Regions from separate parts of the Podarcis muralis genome. Here region 2 is linked to region 1. Evidence: chromatin contacts called from public Hi-C data. All regions are on one chromosome and are shown on one strand. Each heading gives the region's core, a stretch centred on a gene start, on an enhancer-like site or on the middle of the called end of the contact. The rest is flanking DNA. Distances are from core to core; before and after follow the strand shown.

Region 1 (5,289 bases), core at 731-3,230:
TCGCCAAAGAATTGATGCTTTTGAATTATGGTGCTGGAGGAGACTCTTGAGAGTCCCATGGACTGCAAGAAGATCAAACGTATCCATTCTTAAGGAAATCAGCCCTGAGTGCTCACTGGAAGGACAGATCGTGAAGCTGAGGCTCCAATACTTTGGCCACCTCATGAGAAGAGAAGACTCCCTGGAAAAGACCCTGATGTTGGGAAAGATTGAGGGCACAAGAAGAAGGGGACGACAGAGGACGAGATGGTTGGACAGTGTTCTCAAAGCTACAAACATGAGTCTGACCAAACTGCGGGAGGCAGTGGAAGACAGGAGTGCCTGGCGTGCTCTGGTCCATGGGGTCACGAAGAGTTGGACACGACTAAGCGACTAAACAACAACATCATTAGTAGTCTAAAATTAACATATCAGATTTAGAGAAGGCAGATTAGAAACAGTTAACAATTTCCCGCTGTATATGGACTATAAACATAGAACAAGCTATGATTTTAGATTTATTTATTTATTAAATTTATACCCTGCCTAAAGGAGTCCAGAGCAACAAACACATCAATAATAAACCAATACAATTAAAACTTCTAAGTTTTAAAACTTCTTTAAAAAATGAGATTGAGAGTATGATGATGCAGACATGAATGCAAATTATGAAACAAGATATATACGTATCTAGAAATTGTCTCGGTAAACTATACCATACAAATTCACTGCGATTTTAAATATTTTAAGTATGAATACATTTGTTGAAAGCCATTGCCACATCTTGCTTGGGACGCGGGTGGCGCTGTGGGTAAAAGCCTCAGCGCCTAGGGCTTGCCGATCGAAAGGTCGGCAGTTCGAATCCCCGCGGCGGGGTGCGCTCCCGTTGCTCGGTCCCAGCGCCTGCCAACCTAGCAGTTCGAAAGCACCCCTGGGTGCAAGTAGATAAATAGGGACCGCTTACCAGCGGGAAGGTAAACGGCGTTTCCGTGTGCTGCGCTGGCTCGCCAGATGCAGCTTGTCACGCTGGCCACGTGACCCGGAAGTGTCTGCGGACAGCGCTGGCCCCCGGCCTCTTGAGTGAGATGGGCGCACAACCCTAGAGTCTGTCAAGACTGGCCCGTACGGGCAGGGGTACCTTTACCTTTACCTTTATTGCCACATCTTGTGACAGTGAATTCCACACATCATGTGAAATATACTCAGAGTCGAGAGTGGATTTCAAGCTCTTTATTTAGCTCATAGTGGTGAGGAGGGAATGAAAGTTTCCCCAAAGTATCTGCTTTATATACAGTGGTGCCTCGCAAGACGAAAAGAATCCGATTCTCTTCGTCTAGCGGTTTTTTCGTCTTGCGAAGCAAGCCCATTAGCGGCTAAGCGGATTAGCGCTATTAGCGATTTAGCGGCTTAGCGGCTATTAAAGGCTTAGCGGCTAAGCTGTTAAAAGGCTATTAACGGCTTAGCGGCTTTGAAAAAGGGGGGGGGAAAGCGGGGGGAAATGGCGAGACTCGCAAGACGTTTTCGTCTTGCGAAGCAAGCCCATAGGGAAATTTGTCTTGCGAAGCGCCTCCGAAACGGAAAACCCTTTCGTCTAGCGGGTTTTTCGTCTTGCAAGGCATTCGTCTTGCGGGGCACCACTGTACATTATTTACACAATGGGCTGCACGTGATTGGCTAATTCTGTAATTCTCCTGTAGGCCAATCAAGTTGTGGATTCCCTTCCCTCTGGAACTGGATTGGGTGCTTCCTGCAGACCAATCATACTGCTGCATTGTTCTAGGACCAATCAGACTGCTGGATTCTGAATCCTATTGTTCTAGGACCAATCAGACTGCTGCATTTTGGATCCTATTGTTCTAGGACCAATCAGACTGCTGCATTTTGGATCCTATTGTTCTAGGATCCTATTCAACTCAGTACATAACATCATGCGTTGAGACAGTGACATTTACTTAAAAGTAAGCTTATAGGTACAGGATTGGACTGCTGATTGCCTCCCCGCCATCCCCCGTGTGAATAAACCCTATTTCAAGTTAAAGGAAGTCTTTATTTCCATAAGTGGCGCACGTGGGTGCTTATAGACTAGTCTTCCCGATGGGGGAGGCGCCAGAGATCCAGCAACTAGATTCCTCCTCCTCCCCTGCGCGGTTGAGCTAGGATAATGTACTGAATCTGGCTGCAAGAGGATCATAACTTGCTGAGTTTCTATTTGCTCAGGCGAGTTGTTTGCACAAGCGCTGCCTATACGGTGCACCTGGGCGGGGAATACGAAGAGGAAATGCAGCAGCGGCTGGACGTTTGCAGCTGATTTCTCTCTCCCCTCCTCCGCCCCCGTAATGCCGGAAGGAAGCAGCTTCCGTACTCCAGGATCTGAGCCTCAGGGCTTTGCAAGCTAGCTAGAAAAGAGAAAACTTCCAGCCGCTTTACTTTGCCCTGGTGCGCGCCAACTCGCAAGGAGCAAACCATGGCCGCGGATCTCCCTCCCACCCTCTCGATCCAGCTGGTAGAGGAGCCCAGGTGCGTGATTGTCTTTCCTACAGCAGATCTCCAGATCCTCCATCGGCTTTTTTTGTTTACCCTATCCAGCAATAAGCAGGAGTCGCTGCCATACAGCAAGGAACATTACGACGGGATTTTTTAAAAATACAAAACAAAGGTGTTTATGCTTTAGACACAAAGGATGTTTAAGAAATTGTGTTCCCAAACGCCCACCTTAAACCTCCAGCACTGTTGAAGATTTTGTTCCAGATCGATGTTTTCAGACCTGGGACCCAAGTTTAACATGAACCTGGGGGATTCATTATTTCTTGGCATTCTCATTCATACACCCCCCCCACACTTCTTTAATATACTATACAGTGCTGTCCAGTGCTTTTTCCTGGGGGGGGGGCACAGGGGTTGTGCATTTTGTGAATCTAATCTAAGTTTGGCCTCATTGAGGGGCAGTATTTCAATATGAGTAGGAAAATGAGAGTACCCCTAAAAAATTTTTTTTAGAAAAAAAATCACTGGTGCTGTGTGGTGATGTTTACTTGGAAATAAGTCCCATTTGTTTGATGGTGTTTATTCCAAGGTAAATGTGCATAGGATTGGAGCCCATAACACTCCCCCCGCAACCAATACAACATGTCCCTGTATTACAGTATTTTTATTTATTGGGTTTGCATGCTGCCTTTCTTCCATGGAGCAAATGATGGCTTACATGAGTCTTCCCCTTCCTGTTCCTCACAACAAGTAGGTTGGACTGAGAAAATAGCAAAAAGGTCATTGCTCAGTGCATGGACAGAGCCAGGATTTTTGTTAGGGGGGATAGGCTTTTGTTAGGGGGGCAGAACCTCAGATTTGTATTGATTTTGATTGATTTAGGGGGGTCAGCTGCTCCCCGTTCCCCCTTGGCTACATCCATGGCTCAGTGGAAGAACACATGCTGGCCTCGGCTTCAGTCCCTGACATTTCTATGTAGGGCTGGAAAACATTGCTGTCTGAATTTCTTAAGAGCTACTGCCAGTCAGTGCAGTGCTAAACTAGATAGATCAGTGATATAAGGCAGGTGTAGACAATCTGAGCATGGAAGCCTAAGAAGCTGCCATATCACACATCAAACTAATCATCCAACTAGGTCACTATTGTCTGTTCTGATTGGTAATGGTTCTTGAAAGCCTCAGGAGGCTACCTTTTCACCTCACTTGTTACCTGAGATTCCTTCTCCATCGTACCAGTGGTTGAACCCATGACCTTCAACATGCAAAGTATATGCTCTCTACTATAGCCTCCTGGGACGCGGGTGGCGCTGTGGGTTAAACCACAGAGCATAGGACTTGCCGATCAGAAGGTCAGCGGTTCGAATCCCCACGGGTGAGCTCCCGTTGCTCGGTCCCTGCTCCTGCCAACCTAGCAGTTCGAAAGCACGTCAAAGTGCAAGTAGATAAATAGGAACTGCTTCGGTGGGAAGGTAAACGGCATTTCCGTGTGCTGCTCTGGTTCGCCAGAAGCGGCTTAGTCATCCTGGTCACATGACCCGGAAGCTGTACGCCAGCTCCCTTGGCCAATAAAGCGAGATGAGCGCCGCAACCCCAGAGTCGGTCACGACTGGACCTAATGGTCAGGGGTCCCTTTACCTTTACCTACAGTCTCCTACGACATGGTACCTTCCAGATGTTGTGGGATATAACTCCTATTGGCTCCAGCCAGGGATGATGAGAGAAATTTTCTGAAACATCTGGAGGGCACCAGGTTGGGGGGAGGCTGCTCTCCCCCCACCCTGACATATACATTCCCTCTTGATAATTAACAGAAATGAAAACCCTGTTATACAGAAATGGATAAAAGTTCATCAGTATACAAAAATTGCTGCCCCTTCATGTTAAGCTAGCCTTGGATGTTATACCTGTTGGGTGTTATTCCTTGAATTTATGTTGGTTCTCTAAAGGTGCTACATCTTTGTTATTCATTCAATTGATATACTGCATTGTAATATATACCTGTGCGGTGCACAAGATCGCAGCTAAAATCAAAACAACACAACAGATAAAACCCAAACAAAATTAATCTTCCTGATTTTCCAGATTGCTGAAGCTGAAGAAGATGTTCATCTCTAAATTTCAATCAACTCCCAAGTTTTACGCTCGGGCACCAGGGCGAGTCAACTTAATAGGTAAAAGAATACATACTGGGGTTAATATGAATTCAGTGGCTAATACAGTGGTACCTCGGGTTACATACGCTTCAGGTTACAGACTCTGCTAACCCAGAAATAGTACCTCGGGTTAAGAACTTTGCCTCAGGATGAGAACAGAAATCGTGCTCTGGTGGCGCGGCAGCAGCAGGAGGCCCCATTAGCTAAAGTGGTGCTTCAGGTTAAGAACAGTTTCAGGTTAAGAACGGACCTGTGGAACGAATTAAGTACTTAACCCAAGGTACCACTGTATGCATGTGTACATACATGGAAGCACATGCATAGAAGCACGCTTTCATGTTCCACATCTTATTTCCTCTGCTTTTGCGATTTCCACACTGTTACATCAAAAGATGGAACTCGCCAGAGGTGCAGGATGCTCAGCAATTTTGTGCCTTCGTTTTTGAAACTAATCCGTACAGGTTTACCTTTTTCCTCAACTAGCCCAGTGTTGTCTACTCTGACTTTCAGCAGCTGTCAAACCCATCAGATTGGGACCTTTCCCAGTCCTCCTAATCCAAGTCCTTTTGGAGCTAGAAACAGAATCTGGGACCTTCTGCATTGCAAAGCATGTGCTATGTCACTGGATTACACCTTCTTGCTGTAATATATGAAAATATGAAACTTCCTCATAT
Region 2 (5,289 bases), core at 1,738-4,237, 180 kb after region 1:
TACATTTGTATTACAAAAGAAACCCTCCATAAATGGTGCATGCCAGTAAAAGAAATATTAGGTGCTCAATTTAGCAACAGTAAGTCTGTGATGCCTACTGCTGGGTTTTGATAATTAGTATCTGAAAGAGGGAGCCATTACATTGAATAGATGACACTGAAAATAAAGGAACACAAGAAATTATGCAGAAGACTAACAAGAAAGGAGAGATACAGGGTTGGTTTACACAGCCACCCAAGCTGGGAATCCTTGTGGTTATTTGAGGTTCAAATGCATCAGCCACTCCCAGAGCTTATGTTTCTACCTCCACTGTCAGTGGTACTATGCCTCACTATACCAGTTGCTGGGAATCACAAAGTATGAATGCACTAATGGGGAATGCCTGGTGCTGCCTAGGAATTTAATTTTTAAAAAAACAAAGAAAATTCTGATTTTTAAAAGGTCTGTGTGAGTTTTGGGGCTGTGTGTGCGCGCGCCTGTGCACACACACACACAGGGTTCTGTGCATCCAACAGCATCCAAATATGGCCAGAAACCACCTTTCCACCTTGGAAAGCCTTGCTTGTAACCGTCACGCCAAATTGGGTAATGTCATGCCAAAGTCACATTTCAGTCCACCACCTTGTTTCAAAATGATGCCTGGCATCCAAATGTAGACTAAGAGCACTGGCTCCCCCTTGGGAACCATCAGACCAAATTAGGCGACAATACCTTCAGAACCATCCAACTTGGCGCAGGTTGGGCCCATTAAACCAAATCTGGCAATGCCCCATCCAAAAGGGTTGAGGATGTATTCAGAGGTGTCCAAATTGGCACAGTTTGGACCCATCGTGCCAAAAATCAGGTTAAGTCATGCCAAAGTCATGTTTCAGCTTGCCACAATATTGTTGTGAGGTGCTTTTGTTTTGTTTTTGAGGTGGGTGGAATCTAATGAAAGATTCCATTGTTCTAGTAGCCAGGCAAGGGCCATAATGGCCCTAAGTATGGGTTTTTAGTATAAGAAAGGAAGCTGCACTGTGCCAGAGAGGAAATGGGTGTATAACATGCTACTGGCAATAAAATATTATACCAAATACAAGACATAGACTGAAACATTGCCTTTTACATTCTGGCTGCAGTTCTGATCCATCAAAAGCTATAAAAGCCAAAAGCATCTAGCTGTGTTTTTTTCTTCCATTTAACAGCTAGAGAAGAGATCCTTCCAATGCAAAAATGAGCTGGTTTGTACACAATTATTTTGTAAGCCACTTTGAGTTACTTTCTGTAAACAAATCCAATAGAAATAAAATAAACTGGACTACTGAGATGGTTAAAAAAAGAAGCTGCAAACTTATTGGTCTCACAATCTGGTGCACAATACCCCCACCCCACTCCGCGTGTGGCAGATGCTATATGTGTAAAAATTATTTCTAGCAAACAAAACATATCCAAAGTGCTACCACTAAATTGCTCTTGTTTTCACAGCAGGAAATCTGCAACTACCGATCCCAGAATAGCTCTTAGTCATATATATTTCTACAGGCCACTCCCCCCCGGGGGGGGGGTTACTCATGCTAAAAGAACTGTAACAACTTAATGACAAGTACCACATTTTTTTCTATTAAAAAAGCACTGTATTTATGGGATGCATTCATTTACTAGGCAGCAAGCACCCTCACATGGGAATAGCCAGGATTTTTGTTAGTCGGGGGGGACCCAAAAAATTGTTGAGCTTTCTTTGGGAAGAGTATTTCTCCCAAAAGCTGCCCAAAAGGTCATGTCCTTATTATTATGACTGGAATGTAATTTAAATTAACAAGATTTTGGAATGCAGAAATAAAGAAAATAAAGAAAACCATCAAACCACCAATTCTACCATGCGGGGGTATCTAAATTATATAATTCAGTATTTCAATGATTGCTATTAGTCAAGTTTAAACTTTAAAGACTGTCTCAAGGCAAATCTTTAAAAATGTAGCATAAACTCTGACAACTGGGAAACACCGGCCTGCGAGCGCTCCAGTTGGAGAACAGCCTTTACCAAAGGTGTCATGGGCTTTGAAGACACTCGAACTCAGGACGACGTATAGCTTCCGGGTCATGTGGCCAGCAGGACTAATCCGCTTCTGGCGAACCAGAGCAGCGCACAGAAATGCCGTTTACCTTCCCGCTGGAGCAGCACCTATTTATCTACTTGCACTTAGACGTGCTTTTGAACTGCTAGGTTGGCAGGAGCAGGGACCGAGCAACGGGAGCTCACCCCGTCGCGGGCATTCAAACTGCCGACCTTCTGATCGGCAAGCCCAAGGCTCTGTGGTTTAACCCACAGCACCACCCGCGTGCCTTTTGGTATTGTTATAATGAGGCTATTATTGGATTGTAACTGAAAACTAATAATAATGATAATACAGTGGTACCTCGGGTTAAGTACTTAATTCGTTCCGGAGGTCTGTTCTTAACCTGAAACTGTTCTTAACCTGAGGTACCACTTTAGCTAATGGCGCCTCCCGCTGCCGCCGTGCCGCCAGAGCACAATTTCTGTTCTCATCCTGAAGCAAAGTTCTTAACCTGAGGTAATATTTCTGGGTTAATGGAGTCAGTAACCTGAAGCGTATGTAACCCGAGGTACCACTGTAATAATAATTTTTGAGGATTTAGGGCATTTTGCCCCACCTCCTTGACTAGGCCCATGGCCCAATCCTAAGCATGTTCCTTCACTATTCTCACTTTCAATGGACCCTTGGTCTTAAATAAGTTAGATGTGCGCATTTACCAGGAGCAAGTGCCATGGAACAGAGGGAGAGGGGCTTTTTGAGTAAACATGCGCGCTGTTAAGCCTTTCAGGAGGCAACTTCAATTCAAAGGAAGGCTTATATTAACCCCCCGACCTTTGTGGCCGCCGTACTGCTCTCTGAGGCAGCCATGGAGCCCTTTGCGCACGGCCCCCTTTTCCCAGTCAGCGCCTCGTTCCGCCGCCCGTGGCGGAAGTCCGTTCTCGGCGTTGCTAAGGCGCCTTAGCAACCGTCCCCCGTCGCCCTCCGTCCTCCACCTCAAATCCTTCCGGCCTTCCCCGCCGGCCACGCCACTTGAGTTCCGACCTCGAGGCAGAGGTATCTCGACAAATATATATATATTTAGCTACGCAAAGATATATACACGCACGTTTCCGGGTGTGGGTGTTCCTGCGGCTGCTGCTGCAACGCGGTGGTAGCGGAGGACAGACGCCGTTTTCTACGGTGCAGTGGCTGTGACTGACACCCCCCCCAACCCTGAGAAGGCGGAGGGAAGAACCCCCAGGCTTTGCAAAAAGTAGGTTGGTTTCCCTTTTCGAAGTGCTGCTCTATTTATTTGGGGATCCGTGGGGTGGGGTGGGGTGGGGGGGTTGGAGGCCCCGAAGATCTCCCATTAAGGATGGGAGGGGAATGGAGGTTTTTCTTGTCCCCCGAGGTGCTTCCTCGGACCCTCTCCCAAGTTGCTTCTTTGCCCGATCCAGTGCATGGTTTAACAAAAGCGATAGTAATGCGTGAGATCGTAACAGTGGTTGTTTTGTATTCGCACCAGTTTACAACAGGAACGCACAGCAACAATCATCAGAATAAAAACGCAGTGCGAGCGATCAGCTTAACAGCTGATAAATTCCAAAGTGTAAACAAGATTTGATGGATGCAATAATGGAATGCTGAACGGTATAGTTTTTGTAATTATTATTATTATTATTATTATTATTATTATTATTATTAATAATACCCCATCCATCTGGCTGGGTTTCCCCAGCCACTCTGGGTGTTTCCCAACAGAATATTAAAAACATGATAAACGATGAAACATTAAAAACTTCCCTAAACAGGGCTGCCTTCAGATGTCTTCTAAAAGTCAGGTAGTTGTTTATTTCCTTGACATCTGATGGGAGGGCGCAACACAGGGCAGGCGCCAGTGTTGAGAAGGCCCTCTGCCTGGTTCCCTGTAACCTTACTTCTTGTACTCAGGGATTTATGATATGTAAAATGAACCATGGAACGAGAAGAAGGGAAGTCACTGATGTCTTAAGGATGTAAAAGGAGTATTTTAAATTGTAAAACAGAAAACTTAATAAAATTATATACCAAAAAAAGAGAGAGCAGTGATGCAAAACATAGAATGCATACATTCGAAAGTTCTGATGGATCCAATATGGAACTTACTTTCAAGCAAGCATGTATTTACCCATTGTTTTCATTGAGGTATATTCTAAGGTAAGTATGCATAAGATTGCGGCCTTAAAATCGAAATGGTGCTTTTAGAGCAAGCAGGCCCCAGTAATTTTGGGAAGAACAATGTACCTCTCCTGCACTTGCAGGTTTACAGTTTGATTTTAGAGTGTTGATCACCCTGTAGGATTTACCCTCAAGGAAATGCACGTAGGCCTTAGTTCTTAATAAAGTTAAGCAAAGATGTGTTCTGGAGCTTAAAGCAATATGGGCACAGGTTTTCAACTTGACCTTGGCCATCTAGTCGATGTGATGCTTAAACTTTGTTATGGGGCAAAATGAAAACCTGGAGTCTCCTCAACTGCAAGAATATTTGCTTACTATCCAGTCACTTAAGGCTGTGTTTATAACAACAGAGCACACATTGGCTAGATCAACCTTTCCCAACTTCAGGTCCTCATCTGTTGTTGGACTACAACTCCCATCATTCCTAGCTAGCAGAACCAGTGATCAGGGATGATTTGAGTACGCAATAAGATACAATGAAGAGAAGGACTGGGTCACTGGGGGAAATCAGAATTCTCCAACTGCTTTGATCTCCTTGGGTTGCAAACAACACCCAGTTATTGTACCACTCCAGTGAATTACCAGTGTGGTTCCTGAACATGTGGAAGTCATTTCTTCCCCTTCCCGCATTTTCTCAAAATGTTGTAGAATGATCCTCAGTTGTGCTTTCCTAGTTGCTGAACTGCTTGATTTTAGAAAGCAGCAAGTGCTTCCAGCATCTGTGAGAAAGACATGATCTTATATTTCCTGTGTGTGGTATTAGTGCAATCCGCAAGTTGGGCTGGTGTTGAATTGGAGGAGGGAGACTTAGAAGTGGAATCTGTCATTTTAAATATCAGCTAAGAAATCTTGGTAATGGTTATGGGCCTGCATACACACTGCACCTTTAAAACACATTTGAAGTGCATCTCCCTAACCCCCCCCCCCCCCAAAAAAAAGAATTCTGGGCAATGTATTTACCTCTTTTATTGTTACAGTTCCCAGCAACCTGTTGAGAAACTACAGTGCCAAGAATTATTTGAGGGGAGAAATGTGCTTTAAAGGTATACAGTGGTAC

What was found. A called contact is a pair of places that touch in the nucleus more often than the background predicts.
Region 2: a contact with region 1 is called in a Hi-C map of blood, with 5 times the contacts expected there. The contact joins the promoter of FAM227B here to the promoter of GALK2 in region 1. A contact is called at or near these places in 2 of 3 Hi-C or Micro-C datasets (blood and tail).

Annotation. Positions count from the first base shown.
Region 1 is chr14:13,521,644-13,526,932 of rPodMur119.hap1.1, forward strand. It overlaps GALK2 (galactokinase 2), which reads left to right and starts at 1,981. Exons shown (of 9, transcript XM_028707260.2): 1 at 1,981-2,496; 2 at 4,545-4,633. The coding sequence starts at 2,444.
Region 2 is chr14:13,704,775-13,710,063 of rPodMur119.hap1.1, forward strand. FAM227B (family with sequence similarity 227 member B) reads right to left here and starts at 2,988. Exons shown (of 13, transcript XM_077918798.1): 1 at 2,868-2,988. The coding sequence starts at 2,903. DTWD1 (DTW motif tRNA-uridine aminocarboxypropyltransferase 1) reads left to right here and starts at 3,039. Exons shown (of 6, transcript XM_028707262.2): 1 at 3,039-3,288; 2 at 3,541-3,665. The coding sequence starts at 3,656.